Regions from separate parts of the Gossypium hirsutum genome. Here region 1 is linked to region 2. Evidence: chromatin contacts called from public Hi-C data. All regions are on one chromosome and are shown on one strand. The core of a region is the stretch at or near the end of the contact, and the rest is flanking DNA. Distances in the headings are between cores, read along the strand shown.

What was found. Hi-C and Micro-C count contacts between places; a contact is called where the count stands out from the background.
Region 1: a contact with region 2 is called in a Hi-C map of leaf, with 2.2 times the contacts expected there. The contact joins the promoter of LOC107903715 here to the promoter of LOC107893900 in region 2. A contact is called at or near these places in 6 of 34 Hi-C or Micro-C datasets (callus, hypocotyl and leaf).

What each region holds. Positions count from the first base shown.
Region 1 is chrA13:43,538,431-43,543,642 of Gossypium_hirsutum_v2.1, forward strand. LOC107903715 (tRNA-dihydrouridine(47) synthase [NAD(P)(+)]-like) reads right to left here and starts at 2,693. Exons shown (of 10, transcript XM_041086141.1): 1 at 2,242-2,693; 2 at 1,971-2,087; 3 at 1,649-1,885; 4 at 1,289-1,532; 5 at 847-1,130; 6 at 211-483; 7 at 1-4. The coding sequence starts at 2,523. It overlaps LOC107903717 (bZIP transcription factor 29), which reads right to left. Exons shown (of 5, transcript XM_016829861.2): 5 at 4,485-5,069. The coding sequence ends at 4,849.
Region 2 is chrA13:42,711,147-42,716,024 of Gossypium_hirsutum_v2.1, forward strand. LOC107893900 (pentatricopeptide repeat-containing protein MRL1, chloroplastic) reads left to right here and starts at 3,413. Exons shown (of 19, transcript XM_016819043.2): 1 at 3,413-3,897; 2 at 4,302-4,878. The coding sequence starts at 3,571.

The sequences.
Region 1 (5,212 bases), core at 1,443-3,942, 830 kb after region 2:
TCACCTGGCATAACAGAAATACAATTACATATCTTGAAACTGCTTGATGGTTGTAACAAGTGCATGTAAAGAAGAGAGAAAAAGGAGAAATATTGACAAGCAAAAGTTGGAAAAAAAAAAAAAGAGATCCAGATGTGTGAGCAACTGAGCACACATGTAAATGACATAGGCATGTACAAATGAACTAATAATCTAAATGCCAGCAAGTACCTTAACAGTTATAGGCTTATCTACAGTGCCAGAAGCTGCTTGAATGATTCCTTTCATACGTAATGGTTTTGTGAGAAGAAAAGATCCAGCACCCTTATCAACAACAATATCAATTGGACACCCCATATTAATGTCAATGAAGTCCACCGTACACTCCTTTTCTATAAGTTCAACAGTACGTGCTACAGTGTCAGGATATGCCCCACATATCTGGACTCCAAACAAATCCTCGGATGAATGTCGCCTCAGCAGAGCCCATTCTGAAGCTTGACCCTGTTGCCACAGGATAAGCGCCACGGAGAAACATATGAAGCACAGAAAGCACTTTTATAGTAATAACAAATGTAAAAAACAAGAAAGGGCCACCAGAAGAGCTAGCCAAAAAGAAGTTCAACTACTAACTGTTAGCTTCCAATCAAGATGTATATTCTAATAGCAAACCAGTTAATGCAAGACATCACTAGTTTCTTATTTGGGATGCCTTGCTGAGAAAAAAAATTATGCCTATTCGTTCCCTTGGGTATACTTTAACTGGCTAACCGCAGCCCATTATTTCAATTTCTGACACTTATTGGAAGGAAAAAGTAGCAGTTTGCCCCTGATCCAAAAATCACTAGGCAGTTGTGATATGCATACCTGCAAAAGGTTGGTGCACATTGCCATTTCACCGCATGTCACATCTGCTCCCAGTGTTTTGCAAACCCTACGAAAAGGAAGATTCCCAACTGTGGTTAGAGGAGCAAGATACAACTTCTCTCTAAAATCAATAAGCATCTTTTCACGAGGGTGTATCTTGAGGCTCTTATCAGGTTCTGCATGTACATCATCAGCCAGTTCAGTTTCAGCAGATTTTTTTTCATTATACTTCTCAAGAACAGTCGCATCTTTCAAATTACATATCTTGGGGCTCCTATCAGGTTCTGCAAGTACATTATCTGCCAGTTCAGTTTCAGCAGAATTTTTTTCATTATCATTCTCCAAAACAGTTGCATCTGTCAATTTACACAACTGAGTTACAGACTAGATTAATCAGTTCAAAAATTAGTAAAGAATAAAAAATCCACAAGAAGTCTATCACCTTCCCCTTCATCAGAGCACTTTTCATCAACCAGTAACTTGGCCTTCTTCAAGGGTCTCAACTCATCAGTTTCACATGCCTCCTCAGCATTAACTGCTGCTGGAAATGTTGAAGGACACTCAGAACAGTCAACTGAATCATCAAGCACCTTTTTGCAATTGGTCTCATCAGCAGCATGAGAACCATCTAAACCAACTTCGTCTTCCTCCTTATCTACCAGCTTCTTTACTTTCCAGTTGGGCCCCTGAATTATCGCGTTGATAACAAGTTACTAACAATAAACCATAATGATTATAAAACAAGATGGAATGAACAGAAATGCAAGAAATAAGGACCAATAAAAGAATTATTTCATTGTACCGCCAGTCCAAGAGATTTAACTACAGCATCCGCTTTAGTAAAGCGCATTTTGTTTTTCCACAAAAGCTTCTGAACATCTTTGCTTAGTCCATTGACTTCAGAGCTTTTCTTCAATAAATTAGAAGTAGCAATGGGAGCATTATCCTTATGCGTGCCTGCAAATCTACAGGCTAAACCATAAGGGCAGGGTGCATCAGCTTTTATAAATGGGCAGTCACCCTCTAGATCAGCCGGTTTCTACATACAAAAAAAAAACTATTAAAAAAACCCAATTAGCAAGATTTGATCAAATTATAAAGTCAGGAAATGGGTATTCAAATACCTGAGCCATAAAGGCTTCAATGTCATGGCTGAAACGACATTTATCTTTATAAGAACATGCATTGACATCTCCCGTCTTTGCTATCTCAGGACATAGATTCAAAGGAGAATTTTGCTCCTGAAGGAGAAAAACAAATCTTCAACGATCACTTTTCAATTTACATTCCACTACTACAACAACAACAACAACAAAAAAAAAAGATTTTTTTCCCTGCCGGCAAATAACAATTGCTTTTGTAAAGGGAAACAGATCAGGTTAAGAAAATTGGGACCTGACGACGCTCTCGTTTGAGTTGCCGCTTCGATTTCTTTTCCTGGACAACGTTTGCCTGAGGTTGCTTGACGTTGGTGTCAGAGGCGGGGTTGTTTTGGGTGGTTCTAGAGGATGGTGGAGGTCGAAGAAACTCTCGCTTTACAGGTGCAATGGCTCGAGCTACTAACTCTTCCGGTGAACGTTGAGTAGTTCCATTCGGGTCCAAAGGCGGCTGTGAAGCCGGGACCCCTTCCGTCGAAGAGTCTGTAACCGCACAGATATCTTTCGGACAGTCATCCATCGATGGCGAGTTCGCTGGGTGAGGGCACTCAGTTCCCTGTCAATCTCCTGCAGTGATTAAAGCTCTGTTTCCAGTAACGAGGAGTGGCTCCTGATTAGGGTTTATGTTCAGTGGGATTGTTGTTGTAAGTGTACATAACGTGGGTAACCACATATTCACAGGGCAAAAGTGCCGCGCCTTTACTACGCGGACGGTGAGAAACAAAACGATGTCGTTGTTATCCTGAGAAGCAAACGATGCCGTTTTCATGAGGAGAGTGAGGACGAAAACGAGGCCGTGTTTTGGTGGAGAGTAAAAAGCAAACGGCGTCGTTTCATCTAAAAGGGAAAGGATAATATTATTAGAAAGATTTAAAGCCATACCATGAACTTGAGTCTAACCTCTTAAGCCACTCTACCATCCAATCGCCATGTTTGGTTTAATAAAATAGAATAAATTAGGAATGTATTAATTATGTGTAGAAATAGAATATAAAAATAATAGATATTATATTGTTTAGTTGATTGAATAGAATAAACAAGTAATAGTATTAAGCTGGCTAGATTGATAGTAAGAAAGAGAAAAGTAATAAGTGTTCAACGATATTATGATCCTTAAATTAAATAATAATATTTTTATTATTCTATTATTATTAAAATTGATATAATTCATAAAAATAATATATGTAGAAAATTTAAATATTACAATTTAGTAATATATATTATAAATATACTTAATAGTATAATATATTATTCATTTCTTAATAAATTTATAAATATTATGTCAAAACATACTATTTGAAAATGAATAATTTCACCTTTTACATTAAATAATAATAACATTATTTACCAATAATTTATTTAATTTTCAAAAATAAATCTAAAAATCATATTTAAAAATTTAGAAATATTATTAAAATCCTACTTATAAAAGTATAAAATTTTTATTTTAATATTACTTTTATCTCTTTCTTCTTTTTTTGGAGTTCTACCTGGTTTTTTTTTTAATTTAATTTAATTGACCAACTTTGATTTGTTCAGAATGTTTCCATTCTTAACTCATCATCGTGGCAACTGATCTCATTGTCACTATCAACCATCGTCAAGGCTTTATGGAATTTCATCACAGATTTCTTGTAACTTCTTTTTTTATTTTCTACTGGATTTTTCAAAAAACAAAATAACAATAAACTTTGATTACAAAAATAATCTTCAGCTTCCGTTGCATTTTTTGTGGTCTTCCATCGCTCCAAGTCTTCATTTTGGTTTTCTTAATTGTTGTGAACTCCTAAAATTTAAAGGCTTAAAATCCTTAGTGCTAATCTTAAATAGAAAAAACCGAAAAAGTTGTTTTATTGCCTCTGTAGTGAGAATGATATTGAAAAAACCAAATCAAATTTAACAAAAGTTGTCTTGGTTTAACTTGAAATGATGAGGGTAAAATTTTAAATATATATAAATGCTATTCGCTGTTGTGCGGAACAGCCATTCTTTAGTAAGAATGAAGAATAGTAATTCGTTATTGTCGGTAATGAGATATAAATTCTAAATCGGCTGAATAAGGAATTTATTAAACCAAATTATGGAATAATTATTCCCCTTGGAATAAACCCAGAATGGGTTCGCTATTCATGCCAGCCAACCAAATGTTCTGTAAGTTTCAAACTTTTTACAAATGAACAAGAAACTATGCTCTGAATATGCCAAAGAAAGCTCTTCTGTGATAAAAGTTTTTGCTGATCTGATATTTTAAAAAGAAAGATTTCAGATTAATTGCTTCCAAGTCCCAATCTTATCACACTGCCTGCTTAGTGAATGATTAAACACATACATGGGATGAAAACACTAGCTTTCTTTCTCTCTCAGTTCACAAGTTTGGTTTTGCTACATTTTGGTGCAATAAAACTCAACTTGTGCAAATACCCAAAGTACATCGAAAATCAATTGATAGAACAAACTGCAAAAGAAAAAAACCAGAGTCGCTCAAATGAAATGCCCAAACTCTTTTACTGAAATGAGAAGAGAATTAAATAAAAAAAAGAATATAACAGAAGAGTTAAAGATCAACTCTTGTAATGTTAATGAAACAAATCCTGTATGTCAACTTAATGCTTACATTCCAAAATGATTTATCTATCATAAATAAATAAATTAAAAAGATTTGATTATAACCGATATTATGATTATTCAAGCTGATGTATGTTTTTACTTCGTCCCATCATCTAAAGATGGAGAATATCTGATGCAGGTTGAAATCCTCCGAAGTCGGGACGTTGAAAACTAATGAATACCCGAGGTGAAGAGAAACGGGGGTATCATGGGTTTTCAAAGCTTCCCAGAGACCAAGCTACTGATTCAACTCGGTTTTTGCAGTTGTGTTCCCATTCTGTTGTTGGGGCTGTGGAGGTGACTGCTTCTGCATCTGATGAGAAATGTTAAGCTGGAACATCTGCTGATTAACAGAAAGCGGCTCGGAAACCATGCCTTTTGAAGGGTCGGAATCACCACCTAGCTGTTGAGTAGCGAGTTTTAATCGTTGGACCTCCGCAGTTAATGCTTCGTTTAGAGCTTTCCAAATGCAACACAAAAATGAAGGATAAGACACTCGAGCATAAAATTTCAGGCAATGCAGTTGTAGAATAATGGAGAACTTGGTACAACAAATCATCAGAGTTATCGAAAGGATGAATTAGAACAACATATATGCAAAG
Region 2 (4,878 bases), core at 2,163-4,662:
TTCCATAATTATATTTCTTAATGTTTTATATTATACTTAATGTTTGGATTATAAAAATACAATTAAGATATGCTTAGTGTGTGGTTTTGTGTTCGTGCGCAGGTTAGGTATATTTCAGTTTGTTGTCGACTTATCCAACTACGATCTTGGTCTCAAGTGTGGTGATGCTTCTACTTTGTTATGGTATGTACCTAGGAGGTCTTTTGGTTGATAGTTTGTGTTGGTAACGTGACGACATTTTGAATATTAAGTGTATTTATTCATGTGGTTGATGTTTAAATTATATTTTGGTATTGTTAGCTTAACTAGAAGATTTACATGTGCTTAGTTTTATATTTGGTGACTTAGGTAGTTAGGTTATTAGTTCAATATGGAAATTTAGTATGAATGAATGGTTGAATGATTTGTTGCATTAATTTGTTTGAATGGTTAATTGAGGTGTCATTTGAGGCATATTGGTTAGATATGTAGATGCTATTGTTGTGTTTTGTTTGGTTTGGTTTGCGAATTTGATATGAAATGAACTTATAAAGGGATGAGATTTTACCATTTTGATGTTAGGTATTGATACTTTGACATTTGGCATCGATACTTGACCATATGAATAGTTTTAAAACAAACAAAATGCTAAAATGGTATCGATTTTTATTTGAGTATCGATACTTTTTCATAAAATATCGATACCACATAATAAATATCGATACTTATGTTTTGAGGTAATAAACAGAATCATAACTTGGTATCAAATTTTCATAAGGTACCAAAGCAGTATTGATACCTACTATGAATTATCGATACCAATTTTAAGATTTTGAAATTTCATTTTTCAAATCCATATTATGCTTAGACTATTTCAAATAGGTCTTTATTGAATTCAATTTGCTATGTTGCATAGTGTATAATTACGAGAATTATGTGTAAACACATTATCTATGAATTAATTATAATAAACTGATTTTTTTAAATTATATATTGTTCGTATTGGATTGTACTTATTCGTAACATTTAATTGTTTGGTTCCTGTGACCGGAACTGGTGAGGGGTGTTACAGTATCTAGGACTTAATTGGATGATTACTAGTTAAGCTTTATAAGTTGTTTTATCACCCAATAAAAATATTTGTTTAACAATTGGATCCTAAATGAAATAAAATATGTTAGAAATTGGTTAGATTTATTATTAGTTTTTACAGTAAGTTATGGATTTAGGATCTATTTGATTCACTAAAAATAATTTTTGAAAAATGTTTTTTAGAAAATAGTATGATTTTTTGAAAACTATAATAATTTTTTATATTTGAATGTTTTTATGTAAAACATTTTTTATTATTTGATAAATTTTCTTAACTCATTTTTTGAAAATTATTTTAATTGAAACAAACGCAACATAAATATTTTCATATTTAAAAAAATAATTCTTTTCATAGCTACTCTAGAATATTAAATTTAATTGTTAATTAAATCAATAAACAACATCAATTCTAAATACTTTTTTAAAAAAAAAAATTAAATCTATAAATTTAATTAGTGATGAATGCATGGCTTGAGTTGGAAACAAGAACATTTTCGTAATGTCTAATAATAAATTTTTTTCTAATTTTTTTATTTAAGAATTTCATTGAAATGTATAAATATATATTGCAATTTAAATAAATTTAACATTGTTTTTTTAATGAAGAAGTCTCACACTAAAAAAAATGAAATTATAAATGCTACCTTAAATTGACTAAATTATCAATAAATGCCAACTTATTTAAAATTTTATTAGATTAGGCCATTTTTTGAAAGGATTACGAGAATAAGTCTATTTTATGAAAAAGTGTCCAGTTGAAAGGTTTTTAGTCTTCCAATTGGAAACGCTTTTTGAGCTTCACATCAACACTAAAAGTTGCAATACCAATAATTTTTTTTTTGGTACCACCTATTAATGTGAAAATAAAATTTACAAAACAAATCTTTATATAAATCCCAAGTTTTATTTCTCTTATTTTTTTAAGTGATGTGAGATATGGGTATATATAAATTCATAATCTATTTACAGCTTATTTCTAGACAATGTGAAATTGCTTACTCTTTCAACTAATAACATAAAATTAAAGACTACCCTTAATTTTTAAAAATTAAAGAAAATTTTATATAACATTAAATTCTAACAAAACAAAACATTATAAAATTTTGTACAAATATTATCGTTATAAAAAGAAGTTCAATAAAAAAATTGGTTCTTTCATTTTTAGTACTGATGTAGCTGAAAGCATTTCTAGTTGAAAGTATTTTTTGCAAATCACTTGACAATATTTTCACTTGGACTCGTTTTTTTGAATTTCACCTGAAAACGCTTCCAGCTGGAAGCATTTCGCAAAATCGGCCTATTCTTGTAATTCTTCCAAATAAGACATAATTTGGTAAATTTTAAAAAAATTCGGCATTTATTGATAATTTAGCCCCTTAAATTTGTCAAATATAACCCAATAAATACTAGAATTAAGTTTAAAATAATTTCATTATATGGGGCAAGAAAGCTTAATTTACTCCATACTTTTATATACCTTTCAAGTCAATTATTCTCAATTCAATGAATAGAACTATATAATTCAGAGAAAAAAATAAAAAACACTCGTAGTAGATAGTGAAGTCAACACAACAAAGACTTTAATCTCAATATTAATAAAACATTATAATACGTTGACAATTAAAACGTTGACAATTCTTTTAAACTTTAAAATTTAATAATAATAATAATTTAGCAAAAGTAGATTTATATTAACAATCTTGCAAGTAATAACCTCAATAACTCTATGTAAAAAAATTAGGCATATTGTCAAAGCCAAAAATATAATAAATGTCTCCAACATTCTTCCCTCACAAGAATAGAAGTAACTCAACATATGCATCACAAATAATGGCATATTATGCCCTTTATTCTTATTGCTTCAAAACTTCAACAAATGCATTATTAACATCAACTATAAACTTTGGCCTTAGATTTGATATAAACATAACTTCGGTATAGACGAGATTTTTATGTAGTTTAAAATTTAGAAATTTAATCTTAAGCAAATAATAATTATTAAATTTATTAAGTTTTGTTATATTAATTTATCAATTTATTATTTTCACATATTACTTACAGAAAGAAAGTTAATATATTAACGATTATCTTTTGCATCAAAATTAAAAATTTTAAATTCAAAAAATAGAGGCTAAAAATGATTTAATTGAAGAAAATGAACCAACTTTAAACATAGTATATCACTGATAACAAAATTTAACCACATAAACTAAAATTAATCAAAATAAAATAACTAAAATTTATCTAATTGAAGAATAAAAACGCAGAATTTGACCTAGGAAATTAACCTTTTTTAGTTTCTCTTTTCCTTTGAAAATAACATTTTAATTGAAGAAAAAGAGGAGAGACATTTTTTGCTACGTCAGCAACAATATCCGGTAGTGGATCACTAATAACAACTGAAACTGAACATCGTTCATTTCGTTGAACTCGATAAGCTCCTCTCCTCTCTCTTTTGCCACTCTATCCTCTCTTTTTTTTTTCTTTGAGCTTCTTTCTATGGATTCCAACTTAATCTTCTTGTCTCCAAAATTCCAAACCCCAAATTTCCTACCTTCTTACCCATTCTCCTCTTCCACTACCCGTCCTCTAATCAGCCGACAATTCCTTGGTTTCACTCACTCCCTCTGGCCTCCCGGAGGTGCTTCTTCTCTCCGAAGGAAACGCAAAAACTTGACCTTTCTGCGCCTCCAACCTCCCCGCTTTGTTTCCAGAGTTTCTATCGACTCCAATTTGGTTTTCGTTCTCATCGGTGTAACCGCTTTATCTGCTTTTTCTCTTGCTTTCTATAATCAATTTTTTAGAAAGAGTCAGACTTTAAAAAAGGTGAGTTTACTTAACTGATTGAATTGAAGTCTGGTTTAGCTAAAGTTCTGCTGAATTGGGGTAGCTGGTTTTCATTATTCAAGTGTTGGGACGTGGGATTATGGTTGTTTTGGAAAGAACTATCCGAGAAGGTTTGAAAATTTTGAGTTGTGAATGCACAGCTAAAAATGAGAAAGTTGGTTTAAACATTCAGAAGACGTTTTTGATCATAAATTTATATTCCTTGATGCTTATATTATAATTGTTGCAGAACTAACTTGGGTGCACAGTTTATGTCATGGTAATTCTGATGATTTTCCTTTCTATATTAGGATTCACTAAATTCTGAAATTTGGGTTGCCTTTGGATTTAGTTGAGTTTTTTTAGACGTGACTAACTTTTTCGATTATGATGCCCACGCACAGGTATCTGGTTCGTCACGTTCTGCCTTACGTCAACAACGACAAGGAAAAGATGTGGTGATCCAGACTGCTGACCATCAGATTTTGGAGGCGGGGGATCTTCAAAGGGATACTTTTGCAAAAGAAAATGGCGGTTTGACAGAGCACATGAAGGAAGTGAATGATGCTTCTGAAAGTAAAGAGGTGTTTTTGCAAGAAACTGCTGTGGTGAATGGTGATTCCACGTTGTCTAAGGCATCAGAGTCAAATGGTGCTGATTTTCTTGCATTTAATACTAATGATTCTGATGTTCTTGAAGAATCTGGAACTACTGTTCTACCTCTTCAACCTACTGTGCTGCTTGAATCAGGAGCAGGACAGCCACTTACCTTTGCAACACAAAGGTCAGGACTTCATTTGGAAGAACGAGTAAATGAATTTGAAGCTGATTACCCTAGACTAGCTGTGGAACCCAAGTCTAGTGCTTCTTCTGTTCTAGTAGAAGATGCTGTTGTCCTTGTCGGAGAAGATAAAGTTAGAAATTATGACATATTCAGAGAATCCGGCAGAGAAGAGCTTCACACCTTCTACGAGGCTGATC